Linked DNA regions of Sus scrofa: region 2 is linked to region 1. A link is a contact called in public HiChIP or PLAC-seq data. All regions are on one chromosome and are shown on one strand. Each heading gives the region's core, a stretch centred on a gene start, on an enhancer-like site or on the middle of the called end of the contact. The rest is flanking DNA. Distances are from core to core; before and after follow the strand shown.

Region 1 (4,228 bases), core at 315-2,814:
CTCTCCTTCCCTCCCTCCCCCGCTTCCTTCCTTCCTCTCCCTCTGTCTCTCTCTGTCTCTCTTGCTTTGCTTTGCTTTTTAGGGCCACATGTGCGGCATATGGAAGTTCCCAGGCTAGGGGTTGCATCAGAGCTGCAGCTGCCCTCCTACACCACAGCCACAGCAACTCGGGATCCAAGCTGCACCTGCGACGACCACCACAGCTCATAGTAACGCAGGATCCTTAACCCACTGAGTGAGGCCTGGCATCGAACCCACATCCTCATGGATACTTGTTGGGTTTGTAACCTGCTGAGCCACAATGGGAACTCCCTCCATTTAGCTTTTTTAGTTTTCGTGGAGACAAGTTTGGTGGTTAATGCTGGTTTATTGCAAGCCCTTGCCCATGGTTGATGAGGAGTTGACCCATCTGTTGTCAAACCTGTCCATTGTCCCTGCAGAGTCAGAGCTCCCAGCCCATGGATGTCCACATGTGACCTTCTGGGGCTCACCTCAAGTCCAAGGCTGGAGCCATAATGGGTGTCTTTAAGAAGGTGAACTTGGGGACACAGCTGGTGGGTACTGGTGTCTTCTCTGTGGCAGAGGAGTATGGATGTTTCTTGGACAAGCCTGGTGGGCTCTTGGCTTAGGCAGCCTTCCAGCTTTCTGATCATGGTTGGGTTATTATTATTTGTCTTTTTAGGGCCACACTCCATGGCATATGGAGGTTCCCAGGCTAGGGGTCAAATCAGAGCTGCAGCTGCCAGCCTACACCACAGCCACAGCAATGTGGGATCTGAGCCATGTCTGTGACCTATACCACAGCTTGCGGCAATGCTGAATCCTTAACCCATTGAGCAGGGCCAGGGATTGAACCTGAGTCCTCATGGATCCTAGTTGGGCTCGTTACCACTGAGCCATGATGGGAACTTCCGAGTTATTATTATTATTTTTTAAAGCCTTTTTAACCTGTTGTTCACCTTAGATGTTACCTCGGTTCTTTCCTTATCAGGACTGGTCCTTAGGCAGCATTGGCTGAGGCTTGTGGGGGTTAAGTTGGCATGGAGATAAAGATAGTGACCTAGCAGGCATGTGAGTGACACAGGAGTCAGGGTCTCATGGGGCCTGTCAGAACATGAGACGGAGCCCAACGTAATGGCTTTTCTTCTAGGTGTGACCATCCCAAAGATGCCAAAGTGGGAACCTCATTACTCAACGTGGGCCTGCCTCTGAGGAATGATTGACAGGCATCAGTTGGCCTCTTTCTTGGGACAAGATGCTTGACTCAGCTCCATGTGATAGATGGAGGGCAAGCTGGGGAAAACCTGGGCTGGAGGTTCCTGAAGTTCAGCCTGGGTTTCCTGAATAACCTAGCATTTAAGGGCAGGGCAAAGACAGACTTCTGATAAAGGGGCTGCCTCCATTTTCCAGGTAGAAATAGCCTTGTCCCCAAAGAAGTGATAACACACGTGGGTGGATAGTGACCAGAGAGCCATGGCAAGCATTGGGTGTAGAGAGAGGTCAGGGAACTGTAGTTCCTGTAAATTGGCCATGGATCAGTGAGGAGAGACCTGGCCAAGAGCCAGGAGGAAGATAGCTGGTTTCGGGTGAGTCATGAGGTCCGTTTGGAGATAACAAATTTCTCCATACCCTGTAGATGTCACTGGTGCCTGGAGAAGAGGAGGGGTTTTTGTGGGCTTTGGGGGCAGGGAGTGGTCACAGTTGCTCTTGAATTCTTGGCTGGAGGCTCTGGTTGTACCGGGCTAGTTGGCCCACTGCTGGGCCCTCTGGTCAGCTGGTTTCTGGCATTGCTGGGGGTCTGGGTTCCCTCAGAGGCAGAAAAAGACATGGGAGAGGAAGTGCTGAGGTCCTCACCTCCCTCTTGCCTGACTTTCTTCCTGGGGATCCTAGGACTTGGGGTGGTGTCGTTTGAAACATTACTAATTAGTTAACAGGAAAATGAATGTTCCTAAGTCAGCATTGCAGATAAGCATGAGCTTGTGGCATTTGAAACCAACCTTGCACCTGCTTCCCCAGGAGTTTGTGAAATCAGCCTTTGGTGCCAAGGTGACAAGTTGAGAGGACTGGAATTGATGCTGATCAGTCCCTTTCCAATAACAGATCTGTGCCTGCCCAGAGCAGCCAGGAAGGCACATGTCAGGCTGCAGGAAGGAGCAGCCAGGGTGACAGGCTGCCAGGGAGGTGGGGTGCGAAGGGCTAGCTGCCACCTGGCCATGACTTTGTAGAATTTGTTTCCCATCCCTGGTCCCCTGAGTCCTTTATGAAAACAGGAGGTGGGACGGGTTGATGGCATGAGCTTTTCTGGCTCCAGTGCCCCCGTTTTCTAACTCTGTGAAATGCACGGTGATTATCTGAGACTCTGTGTACTGGGACTCAGGGTCTGGCTTTATCTGAAGACAGCATGCTGGTTGATTTGACATGGTCCTCACCTCGTCTGCCCTCAGAGTTAGACCCCCACAGATCAGTCTTCCCTCTGTCTCCTGAGACATTTGCCTACTCCGATGCTCCACGCACCCTGCAAACACAGCCCACAGCAGTTCTTAGTGACCACAGGGTGCCTAGAGTATTGCATTCAGGGAGAGGAAGGCATGAATAATTAGAAACTTTTTTGGGGGTGGTGGTTGTACCCTTGGCATATGGAGGTTCCCGGGCTAGGGGTCAAATTGGAGCTGCAGCCTCCAGCCTATGCCACAGCCACAGCAGCACCACATCCAAGCTTTGGTCTGTGGCCTACACCGAAGCTCATGGCAAAGCCAGATCCTAAACCCACTGAGCAAGGCCAGGGATCGAACCTATGTCCTCATGGATGCTAGTCAGAGTTGAGAATTTTTTTTTTTTTTTTTTTTTAAGGGCTGCTTCCATGGCCCTAAAAAAAGTTGCTGGGCTTGGGGTTGAATCAGAGCTGCAGCTGCCAGCCTACACCATAGCCATAGTCACACCAGATCTGAGTTGCGTCTATGACCTACATCGCAACTCATGGCCATGCTGGATCCTTAACCCACTGAGGGAGGCCAGGGATCAAACCCTTATCCTCATGGCTACTGGTCGGGGTCGTTACCTCTGAGCCACAACAGGAACTCCTAGAAACTTCTTAATAATGGGTCCAGCACTAGTGATTAATCAGAGTCAGATTGTCCTGCCATGTCCAGAACAAAGACTCTTTTATCACTCCCCTCAAATTAGCTGCTTCTATCTCTCACATTTCCTTGCTCTTGACTTTTAGAAAGAAAAGTTTTAAGATGATTCGGTCCCAGTCCCTGTCTCTGCAAATGCCGACGCAGCAAGATTGGAAGGGACCCCCAACAGCCAGTCCGGCCATGTCTCCTGCAACCCCTGTGCTCCCTGGAATCACTTCCCAGCCCGCGCCTGCACTGTATGCCATGCCCGAGTTCCAGCGGGTCACCATCAGCGGAGATTACTGTGCTGGGGTAAGGCGACTCCCGCTCTCTGAGGGCTCTGTGCTCCAGCTGGTACCTCCCTCTGCTGCATCGCTCATCCCCTCTTATAAACAACTGTCTGTGTAGCTGCTTGTCTCCCTGAGCATGTTCAGGTTTCTGCCACACGCGCTTTGCCCAGCAGACCAAGATTGATGAACTCCCTGGAAGGGGGTAATTTATCTCATTCATTTCTGAGACGAGGCCGCTCTGGGAAAACAGAGCATCCTTGGACTTTGGAAATCAATCAGATCAGAGTCTGAAGTTTGACTTTGTCACTTCCTGTGATTTATTCTCTCTGGGTCTCCGTTCGCCCAGGTGCGAAAGAGCTTGCAGTGAGGACCAAATGAAATCTATGGCCAGGGTCTGTCCCATAACACATAAGCGCTTGTGGACGGGGTGAATTGGGGCGATTGCCAGTGGAGTCAGAAGCCTGGGGTTGGCAAAGCGGCAGACTGAGCACACAGAAGTTTTGGTCTTTCCTTCTGAAGGACCCAGGTATTTTCTTAGCTGAAAATGATGATGCTCACCCTCATCAGGTCCAGGCTTTGCCACTTCATTTGCTGGGTGCAGTAGCAGCTGCCTTGAGGTTCAGTCTGCAGCACTGAGGCTGGCCCGGGGTGTGCAGGCGGGAACACCTACCTCCGTTTCATCGGCCCAACTCTCCTCCTTTGTTGGGGTCCCCCAAACCACCTCTGGGTTCCATGATTTGCCAAGAGGACTCCTAGGACTCGGCACATGGCTATACTCATGACTAGGATCTGTTGCTGTGCAAGGATGCAGAGCCAGGGCAG
Region 2 (4,212 bases), core at 328-2,827, 560 kb before region 1:
CTAGGTTTACCTGACCTAAGAGCCCATGTGCCAATAATCTACTTACTATTACCAGAATTCCTCATTCCCTGACTGTAAATTCCCAACCTGGAAAATTCTGATTATCCTCTTACATTAAAACTCAACATCCAGAAGCTAAACAAAATTAAGATGTACAAAGGATTTAAGTTCTAATATTAAATAACTTATGCTTATATAACACAGGTAAAATGGTCAGATTTCTATGGGGCACTAAAGGTGAAATTTTAAAATATAAATTAACTTAAAATGAGAAAAGAGGAATTCCTGTCGTGGTGCAGCGGAAATGAAACCGACTAGGAGCCATGAGGTTGGGGGTTCAATCCCTGGCCTCGCTCAGTGGGTTAAGGCTCTGGCGTTGCTGTGAGCTGTGGTGTAGGTCACAGACACAGGCGAGGATCTGGCATTGCTGTGGCCATGGTGTAGGCTGGCAGCTGCAGCTGCAGTTCAACCCCTAGCCTGGGAACCTCCATATCCTGCCGCCCTAAAAAGAAGGAAAAAAAAAAAAAAGAGAGAGAGAGAGAGAGAGAGAGAGAGAAAGAAAAGAAGCAAATATCAAAGGTTTTCTCTTAAATATTTTTTAAAATGTGAAATTAACCTAAAAATTGTCAGGAAAAAACAAGAGACAAGCTTTCCCACTAAATATGACTTTTATTTATTTAAAAGAAATGAAGTAAAGAAATTTAAATGACCAAATATCTCATATACTTATATGCCCAAAATGTATGTTTATAGCCATTGAGTTCACAAAAGTTGTAGTACAAAAACAGTAAGTATGGGATATTTAGTTTTAAAACTACACTTGCTTACAAATACAAATATTTATAGTAATATGACAGGAAAGGGCTGAGAAAGTTTGCTCTATTTTTTCACTCTTTTTCAAAATGAGCACTATTCCTATTGATTAATTTTGTTTATTTATTTTTGTTTTTTTTGTCTTTTGTCTTTTTAGGGCCATACCCATGGCATATGGAGGTTCCCAGGCTAGGGGTCGAATTGGAGCTATAGCTGCTGGCCTATGCCACAGCCACAGCAACACCAGATCTGAGCCATCTGTGACCTACACCACAGCTCATGGCAATGCCGGATCCTTAATCCACTGAGCGAGGCCAGGGATCAAGCCTGCAACCTCATGGTTCCTAGTCAGATTCGATTCTGCTGCGCCATGACGGGAACTCCTAATTTAGTTTACTGAATTTATGAGCTTTTTGTTTTTTATGTGGTAAACAATTTTTTTTTCCCCTTGGGCCATACCACCAGTGTGGGGACGTTTCCATGCCAGGGGTCAAAGCTGTACCATGGCAGTGACAAATGTCAGGTCCTTAACCCACTGAGCCACCAGGGAACTCCTATTTATTTATTTTTTGATAAACGATCTTTATGACCAAGAAAATAAGCCATTTTGATTCTATCTAAGCAAGGAATTATAAAACTATGAGATTGTGAAGATACACAGTTTACACATCTGAAATCCACTAACAAAGTGCATAGCACATGGTACATAATCATCATATGCTACTGAATAAATAATTTCAGATGAGGAAGGAATTCTTGTGGCCACTTATTCCAGTGTTTCTCAATCTCAGTATGTATCACAATCACTTCTGGGGCTTAAAATTACACAGATGCCAGGGTCTCTGCTTTCATAGAATCCTGTTCCAGACTCTAATTTAATTGTTTGAGAGCTGCACACAGAAATTGATTGTTTTAGAAAAAGCTTCCCGGATAATTCAATTTTATTTATTTATTTTTAATTTTTTTTTTGTCTTTTTAGGGCCACACCCATGGCATATGGAAATTCCCAAGCTAGGGTTGAATCAGAACTGTAGCTGCTGGCCTATGGCACAGCCACAGTGATGCAGGATCTGAGCCACGTCTGTGACCTACACCACAGCTCATGGCAATGCCAGATCCTCAACCCACTGAGCGAGGCCAGGGATCAAATCTGGATACTAGTCAGGTTCATTACCACTGAGCCACAAAGAAACACCCCAGATAATTCAAACATGCAGTCAAGGCCGAGAGCCACTGGATTACCACCAAGAAAGCCCAATTCCCTAACTTTATAAAAGGGGAAATTGAAACCCAGAGAGGTGATGCGACTTACATAAGATAAACAGATTGGTCACCAGTGATTTAAACTTGAGCTTCTTGATTTAGAATTCAATAATTTTACCCAAAACCTTACATGCTTTGCCTATCAACCAGAATAGTATAGAGACGACAGTGATTTTAAAAAGATAATTCAGACTTGATAGGGCATGTACTTCCTTTCTAATACAGAAGATTGTAGAGAGTAATAGAAAATAGCAGTTGAAGAAGTTTAGTGAATAGAGGAGAAGTCTGCTAAGAGAGGATTGGGGTTAGTTGAAATGGAAGGGGAGGGAGTGGGGTTAATCTGTCAGTGCTGCACAAGCCCTGCAATGCTTAGCACATCCTTCCACAAAAGGGATCATGTATCTAGAAAACCTCAGCCTTACAGTTTACTGTAGGACTCAGAAGGTGGGGCAAATCGGCAGGGACATTGTTAGCAGCTGGATCCTGTGATATCTCTAAGTCACAATACACTGCCTCATGAAATTACTATAGTTTCAGTGGATGGTTCTGTTTAGAAGATACCCTTGGTTCTTCAAATAAGAATCTATGATCTAAATTATCATTAGCTTTGACCGACGAAAGTAGTCTAAAAAAATACCTGTGTGGCAAAAGGCTTACTCTGAATCTGAATTGACCTGCAAGTCACTGTACACAGATGGAATCAAAGCCTCACGTGGCACATAGATATCCCTGCTCTGTTGGCATAATATGAGCCATACCTAGCTGATCATGGGGAGTCCCTCTGAACAGAATTCTATATGTGGTGAGGAACAAGGCTCCTTCTGCTGGCAGGAGCTGGGGGCCTCCAAGAAGGCCTCCAGTGGCTTCTTCTCTTCCATCAGGATCCAGCAGGACTCGAAGACCTTCACAAACAATTTCTTCTCCTGGTAGTAGAGCAGGTCTAAGAATCTTGGGCTAACAACAGAGAAAGTATTTTAACTCTAGTGGGATTTCCAACTCTTAGACCAAGGTTATCTTTTTTAGTTACAGATCTAAAACATTTGAGCCAGACTTCCTAAGTAGCTAAGAGAAGTAAACAGATTTGGGAGGAGGCAGAAATGATGTTTCTGCATCCAAATGTAAAACAGTTCTTGGCAGCATTGCTTATTGAAGTGAAATCATTGGAAATCACTGAACTGTTTGAGATACCTCTTCAATAGAACATTTTGCAACCATTAAAAAGAATGACATGAACTTGTATACGTAAACATAGAAAGATGCCAGAATAATTGCTAAGTAAAAAGAGAGTTACAAACCAGTACGTATATTTTGACCCCCTTTTAGAGTATGAGCCAAACTGTAAACCATGGTTAAGGGGAGAGGTGAGTGGGGAGGACCGCCGGAGATTGTCACTTTGTACAATGTGTTCGTCTTTAACGCTTCAATTTTAAACAAAAGCACTGTCACTTTGCAAATTGAAAAAACTAATACTTTAAAAACATAGATGCATCTTTAAAGAGAACTGCTCTTCTTGGCCTTTAATAAAGATCCATAAAGGGCGTTCCCGTCATGGTGCTGTGGAAACGAATCACACTAGGAACCATGAGGTTGTGGGTTCGATCCCTGGCCTCACTCAGTGGGTTAAGGATCCTGCATTGCTGTGGCTGTGGCATAGGCCGGCAACTGTAGCTCTGATGAGACCCCTAGCCTGGGAACCTCCATATGTCAGGGGTGTGGCCCTAAAAAGCAAATAATAATAGTAATAATAATAATAATAATAAAGATTAATAAAAAATGGCCAAGTTATGAACATTTATACATCTTGGGAAATAAGGAATCATGTTACCTCCTCTGAGAAGAGGTCAGTGCTAGGAAAAAAAAAATCCATCTCTCCTGAAGATCTAATATGCTTATCATCATTATTATTATTTTGCTTTTTATGGCCATACTGTGGCATATAGAAGTTCCCAAGCTAGAGGTCAAATCAGAGCTGCAACTGCCAGCCTATGGCACAACCAAGCAATGCCATATCTGAGCCACATCTGCAACCAACACCATAGCTCAAGGCCACACAGGATCCCTGACCCACTGAGCGAGGCCAGGGATCGAACCCACATCTTCATGGTTACTAGTGGGGTGCATAACCCGCTAAACCAC

The links. HiChIP or PLAC-seq counts read pairs in DNA pulled down with a chosen protein or histone mark.
Region 2: an H3K27ac HiChIP or PLAC-seq map of alveolar macrophages shows a contact between it and region 1. The contact joins two enhancer-like sites. A contact is called at or near these places in 1 of 47 Hi-C or Micro-C datasets (embryonic fibroblasts) and 1 of 2 datasets of contacts at active chromatin or transcription factors (alveolar macrophages).

Annotation. Positions count from the first base shown.
Region 1 is chr2:49,056,182-49,060,409 of Sscrofa11.1, reverse strand. AMPD3 (AMP deaminase 3) reads left to right here. Exons shown (of 15, transcript XM_013994571.2): 3 at 3,224-3,428. Among named protein-coding and RNA genes, the nearest start is that of AMPD3, 27 kb to the left of the region's middle. Within about 2 kb of position 1,564, at least 16 of the 83 cell types and tissues checked have an H3K27ac peak or open chromatin away from gene starts, as enhancers often do. A contact at or near this core is called in alveolar macrophages, where this site is marked.
Region 2 is chr2:49,619,981-49,624,192 of Sscrofa11.1, reverse strand. SBF2 (myotubularin-related protein 13) reads right to left here. Exons shown (of 40, transcript XM_003122980.5): 22 at 2,835-3,030. Among named protein-coding and RNA genes, the nearest start is that of SWAP70, 180 kb to the left of the region's middle. Within about 2 kb of position 1,577, at least 3 of the 83 cell types and tissues checked have an H3K27ac peak or open chromatin away from gene starts, as enhancers often do. A contact at or near this core is called in alveolar macrophages, where this site is marked.